Regions from separate parts of the Gossypium arboreum genome. Here region 2 is linked to region 1. The links are chromatin contacts, called in public Hi-C maps. All regions are on one chromosome and are shown on one strand. Each heading gives the region's core, a stretch centred on a gene start, on an enhancer-like site or on the middle of the called end of the contact. The rest is flanking DNA. Distances are from core to core; before and after follow the strand shown.

Region 1 (5,411 bases), core at 599-3,098:
AACGAGCAAATGATGGAGGCAATAGCCGAAAATGCACAAGAAGAAAATGGAACTAGTAATAACCCTACGACATCCAATGCGAATGAGTTCTATGAATCTGCCTTGAATATACAGAAGATTCCTAGCGTGGATAATATTACAAAAACTGCCAATGGTTTTCCACTTCACTCAAGACGAACAGCCTCATGGAGCGGAAGCAACTTTGGAAATGTAGTTACTCCTAGTAAGGCTGAAATCGGACAATTAGGGGAAGCAACAGGAATGTTTCCATCTTCGATTATGCCGGGTCAAAGGAATGGTAGTTTCGGTGATGAACTACATGAGGTAGAACTTTGAGCCAAGAAATGTCAAGATGTACATATCCAAGTTTTGTTGCTGCAAACACCAAATACAAGTCGAATTATGATTCCCTGCCCACTGCATCTTCCAAGTTCACTTCATCAAAATGGCAGCAATCACCTGAGCTGGTTCGGTTAAAAATGGAAACAAAAAAAAAAAAAAAATCATTTCTTTTGGGCGAGGCTAAAACTTGTTAGACCCTTTACCCCTTTCTTCATTATGTTTCGAAATTCAGTTGCTTATTTAGTTGTATTATTAGGTTTCATATTGTATTGTTACAGCCCATGGTTGAAGGAGCTAGTTTTGTTTTTGTTCGTTTTGACTAAAAAGCAACGAAAAGGCCGAACAGGCAAACATTGTACAGTCATTTGTTCATTTGTTGAAAAATGGAAACGTTGTCTTGATATAAAGTATTAGAAAGAAATAAATAATGCCTGAAAGATATCCTCAATCTCAAAGTGTATTAATTTTTTGTCAGCATTACTAATTGTGTAATTCATAAAAAGAGAGAACTATTGCTATAGCTTATCCATAATATTACTAAGCAAATTTCTTTTATTATAAACAATTTAATTAAGCTTTAGCAAATTTCTTTATTTTAACTTTTTATCTCAAACTATTCCGTGCTCCCATTGCCCAAAACATTTTTTAATTATATATATTTTACAAAATATTATTCAATTACACATATTATCACAACTTTTATAATTGTTGATTATTACACAAATTAGAGAAATTATTGTATAAACTCCTTTTACCGCACCATTCATGGTCTATTTTTAATTATTTAGTAACATTTCATCAATTTTTTTCATGTTATTACCACATAATTTTGATATTTTTTTTTTACCTTGAACCTAAATCCCAAATCTAAAACATAAATCCCTAAGCTATGAATCATGAACCTTAAACTTTAAACTCTAAACTCTAAACTCAAACCTCAAACCCAAAATCTCGACCTCGAACTTGAACCTTGAATCTTAAACTCGAGGTTCATGGTTAAGGCTTAAGGTTGAGAGTTCGAGGTTCAAGGTTCAAGCTTTGGGTTCGAGAGTCAAGGTTCAAGATTTGAACCCTAAACATTAAACCAAAAACCCCAAATTGAAACCACAAACAAATTATTATAATTTTCATACATAAAACATTGTGTGTTTTTCTAATTACACAATATTAATGAATTACATAAATTATTACGAATGTTATGTAACACTAATTAAACAAAACATTTTCCAATCATATAAATAAAGAGAGAACTTTACTCAATTGCACAAAACATTATACACAACTCTGTTGATGGTTTTTTAATTAATTAAAAGATTACCAATTATACAAATTATTAAAATATTCAAATATTTTGCATAATCACATAAAAATACCAAATCATAATAATCGAATTATAAAATTATTACCATATTCGTAATATTTTAAACGAATACAGAAAAAAATATTTAATTACACAAATTATTTCAATTAGGGAAGGTTATGCTTGTAAGGTTTTTCCCAAAATTCCAGCCAATGACTGTTGAGCCATCATCCTGTCAAAATGAGTCAATCCCTTGAAGCAATCTGAACCGTTGGATCTTGATCCTCTCACTCAACCCCAAATCGGTTGCACCGCCTAATTGCTCTTCCATTCCAATTCAGCTCAACCCAAATTCCCTAAAAGCCGAAACGAAAACACAAATTCTATTACTTCAACGTTTACCTATATATTATATTATATATATAGAGATAGAGAAGCAGCAAGTTACAAGTTTCTGATAGCAAAAATGGCTGACCACTCTGATGATTTAGACCAACTTCTTGATAGTATGTTTCTATGTCTAAAATCTTTGTATGTCTATATTCTGTGTTTCCCCCCCTTAATTTTCTGTTTCTTAAACTTGTACATTGAATCCATTGTTTTTTTCAGGTGCTTTGGATGATTTCCAGAATCTCAACCTCACCCGTCCTCCTCAAAAGTATCCTCTTTCTCTCATGTATTTTTATATACATATTATGAACAGTTTTATCTTGTTCCTCCCTCCCCCTCAATGCCCTTTTTATGTTTTAGGTTTAAAATTTTGGCCTTAAGCTAAAAATTCTCATTCTAACTTTATTCTCAAAAGTTAGATATTTCATCAGATATCTTGGATTTAGCTTTTAGCTTTTATATTTGGTTAATAGGTTAGGTGGAGGAGATGGTGAAGGAAAGAAGCAAGAATCTGGTTCTTTACCAAGTGGGGTTCAAGGGTTAGGGATGGGTTTACCTGACTTGAAGAGCAAGAAAAAGGGAAAGCAAAAGGTTTTAAAGGAATCCCATGTCACTGAGGCTCTTGATAAACTCAGAGAACAGACCAGAGAGACTGTAAAGGGACTGGAATCAATGTCGAAACCTGGTGCCGATGATTTTGGTAAGGATGCAATGATGGAGGATTGGGTCAAGCAGTTTGAGGAGCTTGCTGGATCTCAGGTATATTTGCTTAACTGTTGTTTTCTTGTTCCTTTTGAGGCTTTGTTTATCTATCTTATATAGATATTTTTTGGTATTGTAGTTTTTATTGTAGAATGCGTAGTAGATATTGTATGACTCGGTTTGGCTTTGCTGTAGTTGTAATTTTGCGCTCATTAGCTTTAAAATTTGTGAGCGAATCGTGTCCTTCTTCATCCTTAATCCTTAATCCTTATTCCTTAAGTTGGAGTCTCACTATTGCTAGTATGTATTAGAATGTTATCCAATTATTTGAGTGATATCTATCAGCTTGAAGGTTAATCGTCAGCTCTGGATACTGTTCTTCTGTTGCTAGTTGGTTATTAAGACAGTTTCATTTTGTTGGAGAGGGAGGAACTAAGTTAGATGTTGGGATACTCCTCTCTCAGGAACACTTCTAATTTACACAATAATCAGTACAAGATTGGCTTGCCTTGTGCCACTTTTCTTTTGCTTATCTACTTTCTTCTTTGCATATAAGAAATGTACATTATATGACTTACATCATATAGGAGTACGGTTATGTCCTTTATATCTGCTCAAAGTACCTCCAATTCATGGGACTTTGAAGTAAACCTCCTCCAGCCCCCTCTCAACCCACTTCCTGTCTGGCTAATAGCATTTCATGAAAGGAAAGGGCAACTTTTGTTGATACATACTGCATGAGAATGAGATTCAATCTAAGGGCTTTGGCTGTATGAACAATTTTCCATTTTTTGCAACATAGGAGGCAGTGGGAGAAGCCCTAAGAGAAAGGTCCGCTTTAAGGAGGAGGTACTTGTGTTTTAGCACTCATCACTCTTAGAATTAAACATGGCTGGCAAGCCTGGCGTGTTATATTGTCGAAGTAAATAGTTTTCATTGGTTAACATGTCCTAGTTGTCTTGCATCTGAAACTTCCAAATTGTTGAGTTCTATAGCCTATTGAGTCATCGAGTAATTGGGTTATAAGTTACTGATTGTTGTTTGCATATACATACATGCATATGGACATATATTGCTTTAAACAATCAAGGAAATACTTTCATTACTACACATATTTTATCATCTAGTATGTTGATTTTAGTTCCAGCATGTCTTATCACTTTGTTTAGGATTTAGGTTTCATTAGTAGCATATGCTAAGGAATGATAATTATTCTTTTGGTTTGACCAGGACATGGAATCAATTGTGGAGACTATGATGCAACAACTTTTATCTAAGGAGATTCTTCATGAACCTATGAAGGAAATTGGAGAAAGATACCCACAATGGCTAGAAGAGCACAAAGCTAATTTGAGTAAAGAAGAATATGAACGTTACTCCCGCCAATATGAGCTGATAAAGGAGCTTAATGGAGTTTATGAAAATGATCCTAATAACTTTACCAAGATTGTTGACCTGATGCAAAAAATGCAAGAGTGCGGTCAGCCACCAAATGATATTGTGCAAGAGCTTGCTCCTGAATTTGATTTATCCAATCTTGGCCAGCTGTAAGTGCTCTTATCATGTGCAATATTCTGGTTTTTGCTCAGCAGACAGCCTGCCTGTCTTTTATTTATGAAAATTATTGCTTCTTTCCCTTGAGTGTTAATATCTGGTGAAAGGTCATTTGGCAAGATAAAATGATATAGGGAAGTGGTTTCCTTAGGATTACCATAGAGTAACTCAACTAATGGATCAATTGTGTTGATATGCTGAATATTGGGATGAAGGTAATGGCTCTTAGTGCCTTACCAAATTCCATATGTTTCTGGGGTAGGATGGCCTGAAGTAGTATTTTGCTGTTGTCGACTTGACGTATGGAGCATTTTTCTTGTATATTCTTAGCTAACAAACACTTTTTACTCTTGCAGATCCCCAGAGATTCTCAATTCACAGCAGAACTGTTGTATAATGTGAGGCAATATCCTGTTGCAGACTATGTTTCTTTCTATTTAATAGATATTCTTTCTAAGTTTTTGGGAAATAAAGTATCTTTCCTTCAACTTTTTAAGTTAATTGATCCTTCAAGAAATGACATGCTCAATATTTTTATCCTAGTTTATTGTTAAAGCTTATGTATATGATTATGCCATGGGATATAGTTATCAGTAATGAGCAAGGGTTTGTTGATGATTCATGAAAATGGGCATGCTATATAGGCTGTTGTGGGAAAATCAAAGCCCTTATAAATTCTTATAATTTTAATAATGGACAAATAGGGAAATGTTGGTGGTCCTACGCTCAGGTTAAAATAAAGACAAAACTTTCAAGTGTACCTAAGATTCTTCACCCAATTTTGGGAAAATTTGTTCTCTTTTCAAGTGAGACCTGAAGTCGTGCCGTAACCTTAACAATAGGGGCATAACAAAATGCATAGCCGAAAACAGCAAACGCTCTTGTAACTCCATCGGGGTACCAAGGACACGCCATCACCAAAAGTGACCCCAGAACCCCTATCAAAGGAACCAAAATTGGAACCGCTGCCGGCAAAAACGAATTAATTGCTACAGATGAAAGAGCAACCGAGCCAAGGAAATACAATGTCCACCCTACTAATGGATGAATTGTACGAGGAATGATGGCGAAGGGAACTATATAGGCTACAATAGTTGAGGCCTGTTTGCATCAAAGATGAGCT
Region 2 (4,784 bases), core at 1,024-3,523, 52 kb before region 1:
CACATCTTTTGTATTGAAAAAGAAGTTATATATAAATTGATTTAAATATATTCTAATAGGTTAATTTAACTTTTAGCCTTCAACTTAATAATTTGGTATGAATTGATGCATTTTTTTTTGTCTATTGTACTTAAATTTGACAAATAGATCCATTTTAATTATTAAACTTGACAAACATCAAAATTTGATGAAAGGACATCTTGAAATTATATTATGCCATCACTTAAAATTTAACACACAAACATATATATATTTAAAATTTTCATATGATAATATTGAATAATCTTAAAACACCACATCAACCAAGTAAAAGCAATCCTTACATAAATTATAAAATAATAAACATATTCAAAATTATGTAAATATAAAATACTTTAAATACATGTAGAATATGATAAAATATAAAAAATTAAATAAATACATTAATTACGAAATCCAAACTCCCTTTTGGATGGACATTTACTTCAATGCAGATGCGTTTAGCTTTTATTTGTCTCACATTACTATATTGTTAAAGTATCTAATCTCATCAGCACTGTTATTTTTACACTAACCGTAAATAAATGCACTGCTCATTTAAAGGGACTCTAAATCCGACCTAATACTTCAAATTGAAAAAAGAAACATTTAAAAATGTGAAATTACCAGCTATATATATTTGATTTTTCATTGGGGAGGAGCAAACAAATATTATTAGATTAAAACGTGTTATTATAGGTTATTAGAATAATTTACCGTCCAAATCAAACTTATATTTATTAAATTGTGATACATTTATATAATAATAAAATCAAGCCTCGATTAAAATGATAGAATTGATATTTTTAAAAAATCATAATACCTTAAATTCAAAATTTAACGTATATGAAATTTTATTGATTTTATATATAAAATAAAGAAAGAAAATACAACAAATTTATAATAATACACTTAATTTTGTAAAAGGAATGATTTTTAATCATTTTCTAATTAAATTAATGATTAATTAACTTACAATATCAATTCAATAAAGAGGATAAAATGAATTTTAAATTTTTATGGATTTCTATTGGTTCATGAATACTTTTTATTATTATAGAAGTTATTAATTAAATTGTTGTGTATTTAATTTTACACCACATTTGGATTAATGTTAAATAAAAGAAAATAAAATAGAGGAGAGTTAAGGAAAGAAAATGATAAGATATTATCTTATTTGGATTATAAAGTTTTCCTGGGAAACAAACGTACCCTAAAAATGGAATATAAAGTAAATTAGTTTTCTTAATTTTTGTTTCCTATTTTAATTTTAACTTTTTTTAAAAAAATCATTCCTATTTTCTCTCTTTTTTCTCTGAAGATGGCCCTTAGGCCGGCCATGAGGTCTAGTGAACCGCCGCTGCGGCCACCGGTCGTCATCGTAGTTCATGAAATGCCTCCTTTTGACCGTTTTGCCCCCTTTAGCCCAGATTTGAAGGCGATGCCTTCTACACTAAATAAAAAGACCCATCAATTCCTCATTTTTTAGAACATACATCCCTCAAGCCCTCTTTTCCGACATATCCCAGGCGGGTCCAAACGAACCCAAGGGCCTCTCGCTTCGAAAAGGGGCCGTCCTTCCTCGGGGACGGTGGCCTTACCCACCCACGGCGGCGATGCAGCGAATCAGGTAAAAAAATTAAGCTTTCTGTTTTTGTTATAATTTTTTTAGAAAAGAAAACAAATAAATAGCAAATGAACTTAGTTTTTTTTGAATTTTTTGTTTGTATTTTATTTCATTCTCCGTCGAAAGTTACAAAGGATTCGGGCTTTATAGCCGAATATTACAAATATATTTGTTTTTCTTTTTTTTTTCTTTCTCTGCTTCTGCTCTGTTTCTATCCTACGTCTTTTGTTTCTCCGTTTTACGCTGATGCCTTAGGGGGAGCTAGGGTTTCCTATTTAGTTTTTAGGTTTTGGGCTATTGAGCTTTGGGTTGTTGGGCTTTTAAGGTTTTTAATTTGTAAATGGAGTCTTTAATATATTTGTTTTTGTTTTATTTGGGTCTGGGCAGGACGAATTTGGGCCACCACTGTACCAGAACTCATTGGAGGCGTGCTGTAAACTTCAGCTTCTTCAACTACTAGAAAATCCGAAACAGGCAACCGATTACCCAACACTTTCATCAAATATTGCTTCACCAATTCTTCAGTCGTCGGCAAAAATTGAAACCCCACCAAAAGCTGATTATCCCAATCGTAATAATAATTTTCTTCAACCGAAGTTTGACCCATTTTTTTTTCACAATTGGAATTCGATGACCCCAATTTTGATGTACATATTCATAGCTTTTTCCAACTTCCACCATTGCCATTGTAGATCTTAAATGGCTTCGGGGGATTCAAGTGGTTTTATAGATGAAGAAAAGATGTGATAAAATAGAATCCTATTAGAACTTTGGTTTGCTAGCCTTTTTATAGTTACTCTCGATGATGTATATATTGGTATTTGTGTTTTACATGCATCAAAATCTCAGTGTAATTTGTATTGTATTTGTGTTTTCGTGGAACAAATTCTATGAAACTTAATTAATATAGTAATTAATCATACTGTAATTCATATTAGAATTTATAAATAGTATAGATTAAACCCCAATTAAACAAACATTACAACTTTTAGCATTGTTGGCAAAATTGAAACTTAATTTAATAAATATAGAGTAATTCATTTAAACACATCTCACTTAGTCGTATTTATTTATTAATTTTTAAAATATCAATTAAACATTGTGATGTTAGTTTTATTTCATTAATTTTAATTTGGTTATTTTACAAAATCTTTTCTTTAGTCACTTCTAGCATGGCCATACTTTGTGAGAAGGCAGCCTCAGACGTTGACATCTTTTAACATTACACTCCCTATATAAAGATAAATATTTTAAATTTAATATTAAAATAATTAAGTTTAATCATAGTTGAAACTCATCCTATATAAAGAGTCTTGGGTCATCCTAGATGAATTGAAAAAAAAAAAACTCATTCTCATTCAAATTCTCATTCTCATTCTCATTCTCAACCGAAAAGTTAGAAACCGTGAGCCCTAGTTTTCATGGCTTATCTGGAAAATGGCACCGGAACTACCCAAACCAAGCCTCTGCCCAAGGATACCAAGAAGAAAGATATTAACAAGGAGGATCTTGTGAGTCCCTGTTTCGAGCTTATGCTTTAGTTATCTTTATCCATTTGTTTTTATTTTATCTTATATTAGGTGATTTTTGTTTTCTTAGCATGCACAATCGGAAGAAGACTTGGCTCTTTCGCAACATTTGGAGTTATACGTAGAGAGAATTTATGATGTTGATCCTGAAGTCCAGAAAGTAGCTCTTGAGAGCATGAGGTAATCTATTATTTGCTAATTTGAAGTTAAAAAATGTAGAGGAAATAAGAGTTTATTTTATTGTTCACTGTTTCATTCAATGCTTGTATGCTTTATTAACATTTGATCAGGCTGATGCGTTTTACTGTTTGTGGGAGTAATTCCAATGCCAAAATACAACATCATTTTTATATTTGGGTTTTATATCCTTTTTAGGCAAGAAGTCCGCACCTCAATCAGCTCCATGACTTATGTTCCAAAGTTGTTGAAGTTTCTCCGACCCCATTACGGAACCCTAAAGGCATTTTATGAGACTATGCTTGATTCAAATTTGAAGGTATTATTTGTTTTGCTTTAATGATATTTCATTATACCTTTTGTAAATGTAATTTGGCTAAGCAATGCAAGGAAGGATGATTATGATGGAGTCATTATTTAATATTAGGACTTTGTTGGTAATATACATGAAATTATTCCTTTATATATGCAATTTAAGTGATTTAATTATTGGTTTCAGTAGCTTTTTTTGTTTGTTAATTAGGTTAATAAATTCATCTTACAACTAACTATATTCTACAAATCAAGAACTTTCTTCTATTTTAAGAATTTTCTTCTCTAGTTATATTTTTTTCTTCATAGGTACTACATTATTAAATTACTTTTTTTTGTTTGCGGAAATACCTAGCTTATATATTATCTGTGTTGGCATTGACCGTGTCTGCAGAGGTCAAGCGGGTAACCCTCAGTTTTTTATCATACTTACATAAGTTTTGTTTTATCTTCTCAATCCCCTCTTGCTTTTGCTCCAAATTATCTATTATTATTATTTATTTCTTTTATTTAAAAATCAAATAGGAAAGTTTGAAATACAAATTATTGGGTTCAGAAGGCGACATTTGTTCATGAGGCCATGAATATGTTAGGTGAGCATTTATTTGGTTTGATAAGTTATTATATTTACTCCTTTGCTACTAGAAAATTTGTATAACAAGTGTTTCATTCGCTATTGTTGGCCGACCTTGTTTAGATCATGATAATAGTTTACTATTATTTGTCTTCCTAATCCAACTTTCATTTCTTAGAATCCATATCCAAAGAATGACCTATGTGAATATTTTCCTTCTCATGTTGTTGGAAAACCTAGCAGAAACCTTTTTGGCCTTATTAATTTATTTGTTGTCAGGATCTTGGCAAGAGAAATTTTGCAAGAGTATCCGATGCGACAGGTTAGAACTCTAATGATCTATAGACATCTAGTAGTCTTATGAGTGATGCACTTCAAAATAATTGTCATTATAGGTTTCTCTTTAATGGTGAGATATTGTATTTACTTGCCTTTTCCGTTAATACAGAGTGAAGATGCCTCAGTTGATGATCTAATGGAGCTTGTAGAACAAATTGTTGCTTTTCACATGGAGGTTTAGTTATCTTATTATATCAACAAGAAATTT

Evidence for each region. Hi-C and Micro-C count contacts between places; a contact is called where the count stands out from the background.
Region 2: a contact with region 1 is called in a Hi-C map of leaf, with 4 times the contacts expected there. The contact joins the enhancer-like site here to the promoter of LOC108467795 in region 1. A contact is called at or near these places in 4 of 5 Hi-C or Micro-C datasets (all in leaf).

What each region holds. Positions count from the first base shown.
Region 1 is chr8:13,169,689-13,175,099 of ASM2569848v2, reverse strand. LOC108467795 (peroxisome biogenesis protein 19-2-like) reads left to right here and starts at 1,848. Exons shown (of 5, transcript XM_017768570.2): 1 at 1,848-2,148; 2 at 2,252-2,300; 3 at 2,506-2,791; 4 at 3,965-4,281; 5 at 4,645-4,916. The coding sequence starts at 2,109. The coding sequence ends at 4,690. LOC108469673 (protein transport protein SEC16B homolog) reads left to right here. Exons shown (of 15, transcript XM_053018298.1): 15 at 1-749. The coding sequence ends at 336. LOC108468767 (putative glucuronosyltransferase PGSIP8) reads right to left here. Exons shown (of 7, transcript XM_017769624.2): 6 at 5,389-5,411; 7 at 4,958-5,387. The coding sequence ends at 5,060.
Region 2 is chr8:13,222,755-13,227,538 of ASM2569848v2, reverse strand. It overlaps the pseudogene LOC108467473. Among protein-coding and RNA genes, the nearest start is that of LOC108469015, 32 kb to the left of the region's middle. Within about 2 kb of position 2,273, at least 2 of the 2 cell types and tissues checked have an H3K27ac peak or open chromatin away from gene starts, as enhancers often do. A contact at or near this core is called in leaf, where this site is marked.